2 separate regions of the Mus musculus genome follow, and region 1 is linked to region 2. The links are chromatin contacts, called in public promoter capture Hi-C maps. All regions are on one chromosome and are shown on one strand. Each heading gives the region's core, a stretch centred on a gene start, on an enhancer-like site or on the middle of the called end of the contact. The rest is flanking DNA. Distances are from core to core; before and after follow the strand shown.

Region 1 (7,330 bases), core at 4,637-7,136, 380 kb after region 2:
AGGATGAATAGATAAACAACAAAAACAAGAATCATGGTGACTACATGAAAGAGGGTTATAGCCTCAAAAAAAGGAGAAAGATCTTGGCCTATGCTTCAACATGGATCAACCTTGAGAGCTAAGTGAAACAAGTGGGTTGCAAAAAGATAGACACTCTATTATTCCCCTTAAATAAGATGCAGTTTAATGGATACAAAGTGTTCAGGATGATGAAGATGTTCAAGAGATGGATAGGGATGGGCCTACAAGAAGGCCCAGGGGTTGAAGGTACTTGTTGCCAAGACTGACAACCTGAGTTCAATCCTCAAGACCTCCATAGTGGAAGAACGGACGTCACAGTGTTGTCCCTTGACCTCAGGCTAGGAATGTCGTGTGGCAGGATTTTCCCTGTCCAATTACATTAAAATATTAGTGCAGCAGAAGGCCTGTGATTGAACAGGGAAAAGGGAGGTGAAGAGAAGAGTTGCAAGGACAAAGAGTGACTTGGAGGAGGGGGGAGGAAAGTAAGATGGAGGATGGACCATGGAAGAAGATCCTGAACCAGGGTGGCTTTAAATAGCCACAGGTAGATATGATATCATAAAGGATACAGTAATTGGGATAACTTGTCTAATCTAGGTGGCAGCTTGTATCATTATCAATTGACCCTGAAATTATTGTGTGAGCATCTTGTGAATTGAGACTTTATTGATATATAAATCTGCCTTGTTAATGGAAAGCTTCTAGAGTTTTGTTTCTACAGGGTTACTGGGTGTTGTGGTGGCTGACCACAGGGTGGATGGTCATTGCATGGGGCTGGCGTGGCAACGAAGGGAACTCTGCAGCTCTGGCCCCGCCGGAGAGTTGGCGGGTAGAGAGTAGTTGGATGGAGCATGGGAACTTGGCAGTTGTATTTGTAATACTTCCCGCAACAACATTGCTCAGTTCAGAGTGTTTGCCTAAAACCCTGAGTTTGATCTGAGTACCACATAACTGTAATCCCAGCACACGGGAGAGAGAGCAGGTTGACCAGAGACTAAAGGTCAACTCCAGGTACGTTGTGACTCTGAGGTCACCCTGGGCTACACAAAGACCCCTTGTCAAAAATAAAAAAATTAAAACTTAGACCTGCAGTATGGCTCAGCAGATAAAAGGACCTGTCAACCAAGCCTGCTGACCAGATTTTGACCCCTGGGACCTTCATGCAAGAAAGGGAGAACCAACCCTTGTAAGTTGTTCTCTGACCTCCACACAGTATTGTGGTACACATGGCCACAATCAATCCATCAATGTAAAATCAATACTCATTCCGCTGATGAAAGGAAATTTCCTAACTGGTCCTATCTTCTAACTAAGACCATCTAAAGTCAACAAACATGTACTATTCTGTGACATTCAAGTTCTTTTGGAGGCCAATTGAAAAAACAAATGAATGCCATATTTGGTCACAATTAAGATCTACCTGAGTCCATTTGAGGCCTGGGCAATGGATACCCAAGGCACTTTTATAGTTATTCCCATGAAAGTTTTGACAGGTTTTATTGAATGAAGGATTTCATGAAGCTGGTTTCAAGCTGAATCCCAAAGACAGGGAAAATTTTTCTTGTATTTACCAGGTGCTTGGAGATCGATGTTACCTCATTATGCATGAATTTAGGGAACACCTAACAGATGCCGTTGTTACATAAGATTTCTGGCCACATGGTCAGTCGATATTTGCTAGTTGCTAACTCTGTACTGGACAATAAAAAAATAGATGAAATAATTTCTCTTCTCAAGAAATTCACCTTGATCTAAACAAGGAGTTAACACTGACCTCACAGCCCCAGAATAGCAGTGCATGCCTGTAATCCCAACCTAGGAAACTGAGGCAAGACAATGCCATGAGTTCAAGGCCAGCCAGGGCTACATAGCAAAACCCTCTCTAAATGACCAGACAGGACTGGTATGCAGGTATTTACATGGTACAGAAATAAAACAGAAAAACTAAGGGGTCAAAGTGACTCCAGAAACTAAAGAATAGGTGAGGTATTCTGTGTGGCAGCTAGAGGTGGGGGTGGGGGATGTAGAACCAGGGAAAGTGTCACGAAGGATGCAGTATTTGAGCCCAGCACTGAGGAATTCTATTACTTTCATAAGCAAGAACAGAAAAGATCATTCTGGACAGAGAGCAGAGCCAATCAGGCTGCTGCTATTGGTCCATGTGCTTGAGACCAGAACCTCCTCTCCAAATGCATGTTGACTTTTGCTCTACCAGCTGAGTCCTGTTCAGTTGTCCAGTGAGCTCTTGGGCCTTTCCCAAATTAACTCCAGGACCTTAAGCATAGAGGTTTAGGAGGACATGAGCCAGGCTTCACGCCTCTCCTGAACTCAGACCTCTGTCCTATGACTATACATCTCTGGCCAGAAAGGAAGAGCACTCCACAAAGGCCTTCCCTCTCCTGTTACAGCCGTTAGAGAGAAAGAGAAAGGAAAATGTTGTTCCTCATTTTGAGATCATACAGAAAAAATGATAAAGTCTAACTTGTCCATGGGATTGTTTCTGCATTTGCTCATGTAGAGATACTCACTAGATATACTGTACACAAATATAGTTATAGACATATACAATGGAGAGACAAGCAGACAGACAGACAGACACACATGCACACACACACACATGACTCCAACAGCAAATATCTATAAGAAGATAAATGTAATATGTTGTATATACATGATTAATTAACCCTAAAAAGAAAATAATTCCTGGGGCTGGGGAGACCGTTTCTGTTCCAGAGGAGCCAGGTTCAGTTCCCAGCACCCACATGGTGGCTCACAAGCATCTGCAATCCCAGTGCCAGGGGATCTGACTCCTCTTCTGACCTCTGTGACCTCTGACCAGGCATGGGTGGGGTACACTGAAGTACATGCAGGCAAAACAACCTTACACATAAACACAAAACAAAATAATGAGAGAAAAGATAAGAAAATGAAGATAACTCTTAGCTGGGAGTGGGGGTGCAGATCTAACACTCCGGCGCTCAAGAGCAGGAGATAAGAGGATCATTGCAGGTTCAAGAGCAGCCTGCTCTATATAGCAACTTAGGTATGTTTCCAAGCCAGCTAGTGCTGCATGGTGAAGTCCTTTTAGGTGTCCAAAACCTAAAAAAGCATAGAAAGAAAGAAAGAAAGAAAGAAAGAAAGAAAGAAAGAAAGAAAGAAAGAAAGAAAGAAAGAAAGAAAGGAAGGAAGGAAGGAAGGAAGGAAGGAAGGAAGGAAGGAAGGAAGGAAGGAAGGAAGGAAGGAAGGAAGGAAGAAAGAAAGAAAGAAAGAAAGAAAGAAAGAAAGAAAGAAAGAAAGAAAGAAAGAAAGAAAGAAAGAAAGAAAGAAAGAAAGAGGGAGGGAGGGAGGGAGGGAGGGAGGGAGGGAGGAACTCAACACCTGGATAAACCTTGGGGATGCTAGATATTAAACTAGGTACTTGGGTACTTGACAATGGCAAGCAAGCAGCCAGCACCATTTTGGAGCGGGTTAGTCTGTGGCTTCTGGCTGTATCGAAGCATAACACAAGCATCACTTCAAGTGCCTGTCTGTGGTCTGTGGAGAACACATGTTTCTGCTAACCCTGTCAGGACGGAGGGTGTTTGTGGCGAAGAGGCAGAACCCGGGCCAGGAGCACACTGAACTTGCAGAGCTCAAGGGCTGGAGAGTGGGCTGAGTCTGGGGCCTGAGATGGGGAGGACCGCATCTTCTGCCTCTTTGCTTGTTGGAACCACGGTCTTGCACTCACTGCCCCTGGCCCCAACACACAACTGAAGGCCAGATCCTTGGGAGTTTTGTGCCATGCTGGGAGAACTTTAGCAGAGTAGATTTCCTTTCCCCCTTCCTTTCTCCCTCTTGATTAACATGAATCTGATCTTCCAAAGAAGGAAACGGCTGCTAAGATGAATTTTGTTAAGTATATTTTACCAAAATAAATGTTTTAAAACAATGACATCATGCATTACTTATAAGTATGTATCACATTTCTTATCACGTTGTGAGCTCCTAACAGACACTTGCTGTCCAAGGCCCATCATGACTGCATTAGTGGTGCACTTAGATAAGAGGGCCCGCCCAGGACCTGGAGATGGAGCCCAGTGACTGAGTGTTAACCTCATGCATGCAAGAAGGGTCACCCAGACTTTCAGAGATGTATTTTAGGGCTCAGGATGTGGCTCAGTTGACAGAGTGCTTACCAAGCATGTCCCTGGGTTCCAATCCAATTTAAACCTGGCATAGTAGCCCAAGACTGTAACCTAGTCCTGGGAGGTAGAGACAGATAATCATGAGTAAGGTTATCTTCATCTACATAACAAGTCCAAGACCACTGGACCACAAGATCCTTTTTTAGATTGTGCCTCCTACCCCGTGTGCGTACACGCCCCCCCCCCCAAACCAATCAAACAAACAAACCCCAGATGTGGCAATTTGGTAATATAGTCCCAAGGATATCTCTTCCTAGGCCCTGTGACTAGACTTGCCTGTGAGTGACTGTTTCACCTGGTTATTTAACCACAGTATGTAGCTGGGATAGACTGGTATTCTAGGGAGGTATTTGTGGCCTACTGGTTTTCCAGTTACTACTGTTGATTGCCACAAGTGGTAGGAAACCAAACCAGGTAGAAGGAGTTCTCCTGTACAAAATAGAGAACTACAAGCAATATGTGTAGGTCTCCTTCAGCCACACACCACCGCCCCCAGCTTATGACAAAAAGTGATTTCTGCCAGCCAGTTAGAGTACCATACCAGACTGGTGAAGACAGACGCAAGGGTTTAAGCCGCATATAGAGCACTCTTGAGCCTCTTACAACCCCAGTTCTTCAGCACCTGCAGTCACCCATTAGAAGGGGTTCTGGCAACACCTCGGGGTTCTCCAAAACACAGAATGGGAGGAATAATAATTCTGATTCTCTGATACATACCCACTGCTTCTGTCTGTCTTTTAGATCGACTTATGTCCAACCACTTCTTAGAGCATACAAAGTTCTCTTTAATTCATTACCTCGGCTGATCCTCATGAGAAACTTCTGAGGGAGAGGCAATCGTGGTACCCCCCCCACCCCCACCCTCATGTAGACAAGGAAACTGAGGCTCAGGTGGGTTATGAGATTTTCCAAGGTCAGGTAGATGTAACTGTGGGCTCAAGTTTGGAGGCCAGCCCAGCAGGTAGGTAGATGTAATAACAGTGGGGTCAGGGTTGGAGATGAGACACGCCTGTCCACAGGAGCCTGTCCAGGGCTTCCTTTTCCTTAGTCCTCAGGTTCTGTCACCTGCTCTGTAAACTTGCTGTCCTTCCCTTTGTGGGGGGAGCTTTCTGGAAAGAGGACCAGCTATAAAGCCAAGACCAAAGGAAACATAAGTTGCTTCTCTACGGTTCCCCTGGGGAAGCAGGGATGGCTAATCTAGGATGGCAAAGCCTTCTAGAACAGCTCCCAGAGGCCCCATTGACTCCGAGGCTCTCTGAGCAATTTTCTTCTCCCAACATCATTCTTGCTTCACTGCTCCATGGGTCACCTGACATCACTACAAGACAAAATGCCCAATGTTTATGTTGTCCCCAGCATAGTGACAATGAAATCCAGAAGTTCACACCTCCTCTCACCATCTGGTGTATGGCGACCACAGCAGGGAAGACTACCCTCTCTATCACTCTCCACATAGTGTCTTGTGTCCTTTGCAATGGCCTGGATCCCAAGTCCAACCTGCATACTGCTCACTTTGGGACTGTGACCCAGGGCCCCTGCTTGCCGGAACATTCTCTTTTCACAAAAGAGTTTCCTCCATAGCTTGTGCCTCCTTGTTCATTTTCCAGCCTCAGCCAGGGCCAGCCCTTCAGTGCTTGCTTGCTTTCACCTGGCTGACGCATGCAGGAGCAATGCTACTACATACGTGTGTTTTCTCTTCTCACACCAGTGAGTCACTGTGAGGCAGAGCATTGTGTGGGACTCGAGTGTGAAGAGAAAGCTCATCTGAGACAAAGGTCCAGGTTTCAATGGAGCCTGAGTGAGCCCAAAACCCTGCTTATGCTCTGTTTGTTCCACTAAGATCATCCAAGCTTTCCACCCTTAATCTACTGCGTGAGTCTCATTTTCCTTCTTTGTTGCTATAGGCATTATACTTCTAGGCCAGCCATCTTGGTCATAACTTCACATTTCTAGTGACACTGAGATAGTGCCCAAAACAGGTACACTTTCAAAGGCCGCAAGAAGTCAGAATCTGGGCTGGAGAGATGGCTCAGCTTTTAAGAGTACAGACTGCTCTTCCAGAGGTCCTGAGTTCAATTCCCAGCAACTACATGGTGGCTCACAACCATCTGTAATGGGATCCGATGATGCCCTCTTCTGGTGAGTCTGAAGAGACCTACAGTGTACTCATGTACATAAAATAAATAAGTAAATTTAAAAAAATCAGAATCAATGTTGTTGTAATTATTTGCAGGTATTCCAAAATGTTATTATCTTTAAAAATCCATTGGTGCTAGAGATTTGAGCCCAGAACCTTGTGTTTACTAAGCCATCACCACGCCGCTGAGCTGCATCTCTAGACTTCTTTTGATTTTGAGATCGAGTCTTAGCCAAGTTGCCTGGGTCGGCTTTAAGTTTGCAACCTTCCTGCCTCTGTCTACGGAGTAGCTGGAAATGCAGGCCTGTGCCACCAAGCTTGGCTTTCCTTATTACTTGGGGAGTATGAAGCATTAAATGTGGAGAATATTCTTACCACTATCTCATATGGGAAGAGGCTTAAGCCCAGAACACCGGATATAGAACTCAGAGCCACACTCAGCGATGGCGAATGGAAGCTAGAACTCAAGGCTCCTGGGTTCTGTCCCTGTTTGTGTTCCTTGAGGTGATCGCCGGCTGTGAGGACGGCTTCAGAGCTGTACCCTGGCTCTGGTTGCTGACAGCCCGTTGACCACTTCACAGATGCACAGCTGACTGCAGTCTGGCCTCCTTTACAGAGTAAAGCTCTGTAAAGCTGGGCAGTCTCTGGTGCCCTCAAGGGGCAGAACTGAGAAGTGAAGAATTCACACAAGGTCTGTTAGAGCAGTGGGTCTCAGCTTTCTAACGCTGTGGCCCTTTAACACAGTTCCTCAGGCTGTGATGACTCCCAACCATAAAATTATTTTCATTACTACTTCATAATTTTACCACTGTTACGAATCGTAATGTAGATATTTATGTTTTCCGATGGTCTTAGGTGACCCCTGTGAAAGGGTCATTTGACTCCCCCAAATAGCCCACAAGTCGAGAACCACTGATTTAGAAGTGCACTGAGATGTACAGACTTCAGATATGCTTATTCTCAGTGCGTGATGGTTTTTTTTTACTCG
Region 2 (6,931 bases), core at 3,551-6,050:
CATATGTTCAGTTACTTAACCAAAGGTAAAAATGCATTGCACTACAAAATGGATCACAATTCACAGATACCCATCTGCCTCTGCCTCTGCCTCTGCCTCTCAAGTCCTTGAATTAAAGGCATGTGCCTAGTGGCTTTTTTTTTTTTTAAACATAGAATCTCAAAAAGAAACATTACTCCATGAACAGAAAAATATTTTAAAGAATTATACTATATTTAATTATGTGTTTGTGTGGGGTCTGGAGTTATAATCATGACTCTTACTTAGCTGTGGATCCTATGAGATAAAATGATGACCAGCCCAGGAAGATAATGCCCACTGGTGCAACACATGACATAGAAGTAACCAACACGACTTCTGATTGGAATTAAGTCTCACTACACTAGTTGAAATTGTAACATGCCCCTGGACCTTAGTAGGCCACCTGGCCTTAGCAAACTGACGTCACGATGAAAATGTCATCCAGGAGCTAAAACTCATAATATAGGCACTGCTACGTGCTGAGACAGTGGCTCTCAACCTTTCTAATGCTGTGACCCTCTAATACAGTTACTCATGTTGTGAGACTCCCCAGACATAAAATATTTCTATTGCTACTACATGATCATGGTTTTGCTACTCTTATGAATCATAATGTGAATATCTGATGTGTGACCCACAGCACACAAGGTTGAGAACCACTGCTCCAGAATGAATAAAGATCTAACCCATCAAAGTCCACAGATCTAGTGAAGTCTCCAAAAGGTACTAACCTTGCCTACTGCCCTCTGCGGTTCTGCTTCAAGCTAGCTGCTCTTGCTAAGGTGTGTTAAACTAGGATGTGGGTTTGTGCTTAAAAGGTCACCCCAAAACACTCAAGGATACACTGGGATCTCAAATACCCAGTGTAATTGCTGGCCCACTAATAAAGACTTTCTTTTTTTTTTTTTTTTTTTTTTTTTTTTTTTACTCTTATAAGGACAACATTTAATAGGGGCTGGCTTCCAGGTTCAGAGGTTCAGTCCATTATCATCAAGGCCGGAAGCATGGCAGCATCCAGGCAGGCATGATGCAGGAGGAGTAGAGAGTTCTACATCTTCATCTGAAGGCTGATAGCAGAATACTGGCTTCCAGGTAGCTAGGATGAGGGTCTTAAAACCCACACCCATGGTGACACACCTACTCCAAGAGGGACATACATACTCCAACAAGGCCACATCTTCTAATAGTGCCACTCCCTGGGCAAGCATATTTAAACTGTAACAAGCTCTATCTTCTAATACTTTTGCTTAGGCTATTCAAAGGCATTATCCCTGCTGATCAGCCAAGCCAGAAGTCTAGCCATACCATCTCTGCACACGTTTGAGCTAACAGGAGGATAAGGGGGAAAAGCACTCAGTACAGAAAGTGTCATCATCTCCAGCTTGTGATTTCCTGTCTCAGCTACACATGAGCAAGGCACAGCCTGGGGTAGAGGACTCACAGTGTGTCCCCAGAACTGTGAGCATAAGGAGACATTGCATCTGGTGGTTAGTGATGCCAGCAACTGACAGAGCATGCAATTATGCATTAATTTTCCCTAGGAGAGAAAGAAGAAATGCAACAAAAAGAAATCTAGACTTGCATTGCACAAGTTCAATCAATACACATTCCAAACATGTATACAGAGCATTAGTCTGTATCTGTCTCCCTTGCCAAGGGAATCAATCAAAGAACACCACAGGGCTTTTTGAGGAATACACTAAGAGCCCAGAACCGTTTCCTCCAGTGTACATCTGTGGAAGATCTGGGGCCTTGGGAATTCCCTCTGCTGTGAAAGTTACCGATACTTCTAAATCTCCTTTGTATTGGGATGTTTGGATACACAGATCTACTGCAAGGCACTGAAGCAATAATTAAGTCAATAAATGGGCCAGAAGTTGGGCATTGTTTTTGTCCAAGGTTTTACTAAGAACAACACAGAGACTAGGCAAAGGACAACTAGTTTAAGTAGGAGCTATCAACAATGAGTGAGGCCATCACAATCATTCAAAGACTAAGGACAGAAACAGAGCTAGCTGTATGAGCATTAGTCTGGAGTCCCTGGAGATAACTCATTACTCAGTTTCATTCTCAATTCAACAATTTTCTTGCAGTTATTATGTAAATGAAGATCACCCAAGATAGAGTAGGTGCTGGCTGTTTGTTCCCAGCTCGCTATGCCTTGGGAGGCAGCATAATCTCCATTATGTCTGCTATGGCAAAGTGTTGAGAGAAGGTTGGGAATGGGAACACTGAACAGTGGAAATAGAGAAGGGCAGGATTGGAAGCCTTTGTCACCAGGAAGATGAAGGTGGTAGCTTTAAGCAGAGTTCCTACGTGAATGGATTGTGGAACATATTGGCCTGTTCTGATTGATCTTAAGTTGGGAAGCACTGACAAAAAAATAGAGAAACTGGACTTGTCAATCAAATCGTGGCCAGATGAGACAGATTTTTCTTAGGCTTCTTGAAATGTTCACTAGAGACATTTGGGTGACATGACAGAGCAGGCTGGCTTCCTGAGTGGATGGGAAGGTATCATCTGGCTGTTACAGTACCAGACTCACAGTTCTACCTTGATTTATGGTTCAATCACCGTCTTCCTCTTAAGCATGAAGTCTTGGAGAGTGTTCCCTCTGAGTCTCCTGAGCACGAGGTCTTGGACAGTGCTCCCTCTGAGTCTCCTGAGCATGAGGTCATGGAGGGTGCTTTCTCTGAGTCTCCTGAGCACGAGGTCGTTGAGGGTGCTCCATCTGAGTCTCCTGAGCACGAGGTCGTGGAGGGTGCTCCATCTAAGTCTCCTGAGCACGAGGTCGTGGAGGGTGAGCCCTCTAAGTCTCCTGAGCACCAGGTCCTGAAGGGTGCTCCCTCTGAGTCTCTTGAGCATGAAAATCCAGGAGGGTGCTCCCTCTGAGTCTCCTGAGCATGAGGTCCTGGAGGGTGCTCCCTCTTAGTGTCCTGCGCACGAAGTCCTGGAGGGTGCTCCCTCTGAGTATCCTGACCACGAGGTCCTGGAGTGTGCTCCCTCTGAGTCTCTCTAGCACGAGGTCCTGGAGGGTGCTCCCTCTGAGTCTCTCTAGCACGAGGTCCTGGAGGGTGCTCCCTCCGAGTCTCTCTAGCACGAGGTCCTGGAGGGTGCTCCCTCTGAGTCTCCTGACCACGAGGTCCTGGAGGGTGCTTCCTCTGAGTCTCTCTAGTACCAAGTCCTGGAGGGTGCTCCCTCTGAGTCTCCTGATTATGAGGTCCTGGAAGGTGCTCCCTCTGAGTCTCCTGATCACGAGGTCCTGGAGGGTGCTCCCTCTTAGTGTCCTGAGCACGAGGCCCTGGAGGGTGCTCCCTCTGAGTCTCTTGAGCACGAGGTCCTGGAGGGTGCTCCCTCTTAGTATCCTGAGCACGAGGTCCTGAAGGGTGCTCCCTTTGAGTCTCCTGACCACGAGGTCCTGGAGGGTGCTCCCTCTTAGTATCCTGAGCACGAGGTCCTGGAGGGTGCTCCCTCTGAGTCTCCTGAGCACGAGGTCCTTGAGGGTGCTCCCTCTGAGTCTCCTGAGCATGACATCCTGCAGGGTGCTCCCTCTCTGCCCAATCTCAGTCCAACTTTTCCCACGCATTTTACTAATGGTCCACTGAGTAAAAGAAACCATTGGGCAGGAACTGGGACTGCAAGCTTCAAGTCAGCAAGGAAGGTGAGCAATTAAAAAGTTTGGCCAAAACAGTGCTCAGTTAAGAATAATTTAAAGACATTTAATGTAAGTAACTTAAAAGTTGATGCTCTTATTAAACATTTTTAAAAAGTAAAGTAATTAAAATTAAACGGTATAATTGGGGAGTCGCACCGATCAGTACAAATGATAAATCTTGTCAGGTCTGTCTGTGCTAATTAACTGTGGTTCTGAGGTTTGTTACCGGTTACCGGTAGAATTCTGTGTCTTTAAAGGTTAAAGTGCTTTGTTCTCTTCTGCTGTGATGGGCTTCCAGTCAAGCCTGCAGTCCAACTCCCAACAATGGTCAGTAGCAGCTGTAGAATGGAAGTCCAAGGATCTAGCAGTTGCTCAGTCTCACACGGGAAGCAGGCAAAGGAGAGAGAGCCTAATAAAGACTTTCTATCAGTTTAAAACCATATCCAAGTAGTCTTCTATGATGGATGCTCCCAAAACAGAGATTCATTCTTGATAGTGCTATTGGGGCTAAGAACCCATGGCTAGAGAGGTTCTTGTACTTAGGGAAGGACATAGGACTATTACTTTGTTAAATGAACATGGTATTAAACCTAAGAACTTATTACTATTGTATCCACAGAGCAGGGCATTTCTCAACCTTCATTAGGGAAGCTTACTTTTGAATAGATGGCCATTAATGCAGAGCACGATCAGAAAAAGCCCAAGCAGAAATGGATACCTAGTGCAGCAGGGTTAGTGGTATGGCCCCTAGGAAGCACACTAGTAGCCAGAAGGGGTGAAAATCTGTACGAGATATGCTGTAACCTGGCCCTAGGAAGCTTGACTTTAGTGCTGCTGCTACAGCCACAAACAGCACTGACTCAGGTAGAAGGTATACTCGCTCACTTGTGTGAATCATATTCGAACCACCTACCTCTAGGCTGAAGTGTCATGGTCACTCCATCTCCCTCCCTTCTCATTTCCTGAGTCGTGTAAAGCTCACTGACCCCACAGAGCAGCCTCATTTGTTTAGACCACAGTGGAGGAACAGACCTTCCACTCCTCTTCACTTCCCTCATCACAGCGCCTCCTTGGCCTGGGACTGATCTCAGGGTGACAGGGCGGTTTAAACATAACAACCCTCCATGGATCTGCCTTACTACCATGGCTGCCTGACCAAGCGAGAGTGTGAAGCCCTGCTCCTCAAGGGAGGTGTGGATGGCAACTTTCTGATAAGAGACAGCGAGTCTGTGCCAGGAGCCCTGTGCCTCTGTGTCTCGTGAGTATCCTCATCTTCATGCAGTTGAACCCTGATGGCAGCCATATGCTCAGGGAATTGTATCTCATTCTACTTTGGAATAGTAATGGGCCAGGCACTGCCAGGAGAGGACAGAAGGATATCCCTGCCCAGCTCTTCTGCTGGCCTTCCTCTCTCAGTTGTGCATGCCACATGAGCAGAGTCTGAGACAACAGAAGAGGGTAGACAAGGAAGGAAGGAGAGAAGGTGATGGGGAGAAAGAACGGACAGAGCAGCATCTTCTCTGCATGCCTCTTTATGTGATGTGGAGAAGGCCGGGGGCGGGGGCCGAGGGGGGGGCTTTACTATTGCATGAAAGGTTGGTTGGCTGCATTCACTTGCAGTATTTAAAATGCTAAGATTTCATATGCTTTCAGGTTGGTAAAGGGCTTTACCAAACTGCATTTCCTCATTTCTTTTTATCCTTTTTGTGCTCTCGTGAGACAAGCAGGATCCATTGTCATTTTATAGATGAAGAAATAGAGCAACACTGAATCCTTTATCATGCCTGTTATAGAAACTGAGGAAGACTTTATTCAGGGTCCTCTTGACAGGTGTAGAGATTGATGCAATGGTGACTTTGGTGGGGGAGGGGGAAAGATTGGCTTTAACTCTGAATACAATATGAATAAGTATAAATTAATGGCAAGGAGAAGGATGGGGGTCTGTACATGGAAAAGAACTAAGGGGAAACTTTAAGACAAGGGAAAGTACAGCTAAAATGACCCTGGGATTCTAGCTGAGGAAAGGCCATTTCGATCAGATTTCATCTGGGGGCAGATGAAGAAGCTGACAAGATACAAAGCTTTGGAGCTTCGAGAAAGCTGAATTTTATAAAGAAGTGTACAGGCAGGCCTAGGAGGTTTGGGAGCTTGACTGAAGTCCAGGTGAACAAAGAATCAGTGTTACTGGAGTAGAGTGCTCTTAGATTCTGGAGAAAGGTCAGAAGGCAAAAGTGGTTGTCACTACTAGTTGTGATATAGTGAGGGATCTTTGTTTCCTTACGTGTGGCCAAAGAAACTCCCTCGAGAGAGACAACATTATGTGTATCTTAGCTTTCAATCTGCAAGTGATATTCAGGTGATTGTTTATTTTTTGTTTGTGTTTTTGGTGTGTATCCATTGGTAGTATGTGCCACAGTCATGGTCTCCATGTAGTGATGTTAAGAGGTGGTAGGGTCTTCAAGAGATGGAGCCTAAGTGGAGACCATAGGTCACTGGAACTATTACCCTTGGAAGGATCTTAGGGGACACTTACTTTGTTCTTTCTAAGAGTGTCATTATCAAAGGAATTAGAATGGCCCTACTATTTCTCCATGTGGCCTTCCCCTCTCTACATTATGACAGCTGCCACCATAAGATACAGCCAAGTGGAGCCTCACCTCACCCGGGGCCATACTGGGCAGATGAGTGACAAGTGCTGGGATTCAGAACTTAAAGCTGATGAGGAGTAAGTCCCAAAGCTGGGAAGTTAGAGTGCTAAACCATTTCAGCTCTGGGTGGGAGATGGGGAGGAACTACTTATGGTGGAGTGCAGGGCAATATAAAAAGTGCAAGGGCGATCCCAGAGACAGCACACATCTTGGCCAGCATCCCAGATACAAGGTCTACTTTGAGGTGCTCTTTAATCTTTTTTTTTTTTTTTTTTTTGAGACAGGGTTTCTCTGTATAGCCCTGGCTGTCCTGGAACTCACTCTGTAGACCAGGCTGGCCTCGAACTCAGAAATCTGCCTGCCTCTGCCTCCCGAGTGCTGGGATTAAAGGCATGCGCCACCACGCCCGGCTCTTTAATCTTGATATTTATTTTTACCTTAATTGAGTTGTGTCAGCCCAGCACGTATATTCATGTAAAGCAACCATCACTTGGATTGTTTTTAAAAAAACAAAGATAAAACCAAGTCAAATGAGAAAGGTCTAAGTATTTGTTGAGCACTTTCACAGGACCAAACTCTTCATATATTATCATATGCTTTGACTTTA

Evidence for each region. Promoter capture Hi-C pulls out the DNA fragments that hold promoters and counts their contacts.
Region 1: a promoter capture Hi-C map of trophoblast stem cells shows a contact between it and region 2, with 2.9 times the contacts expected there. The contact joins the enhancer-like site here to the promoter of Sh2d1b2 in region 2. A contact is called at or near these places in 24 of 39 promoter capture datasets (the 3T3-L1 cell line, 3T3-L1-derived adipocytes, the C10 cell line and 15 more), 2 of 15 datasets of contacts at CTCF or cohesin (the NIH/3T3 cell line and pro-B cells), 82 of 484 Hi-C or Micro-C datasets (3T3-L1-derived adipocytes, the AML12 cell line, the AtT-20 cell line and 49 more), 6 of 115 datasets of contacts at active chromatin or transcription factors (bone marrow-derived dendritic cells, differentiating embryonic stem cells, embryonic stem cells and 1 more) and 4 of 9 other capture datasets (adipose tissue, embryonic stem cells, liver and 1 more).

Annotation. Positions count from the first base shown.
Region 1 is chr1:170,606,430-170,613,759 of GRCm38.p6, forward strand. No RefSeq gene overlaps it. Among named protein-coding and RNA genes, the nearest start is that of Nos1ap, 20 kb to the left of the region's middle. Within about 2 kb of position 5,887, at least 18 of the 459 cell types and tissues checked have an H3K27ac peak or open chromatin away from gene starts, as enhancers often do. A contact at or near this core is called in cerebral cortex, stem cell-derived neural stem cells and trophoblast stem cells, where this site is marked.
Region 2 is chr1:170,228,071-170,235,001 of GRCm38.p6, forward strand. It overlaps Sh2d1b2 (SH2 domain containing 1B2), which reads left to right and starts at 4,801. Exons shown (of 4, transcript NM_001033499.1): 1 at 4,801-4,934. The coding sequence starts at 4,801.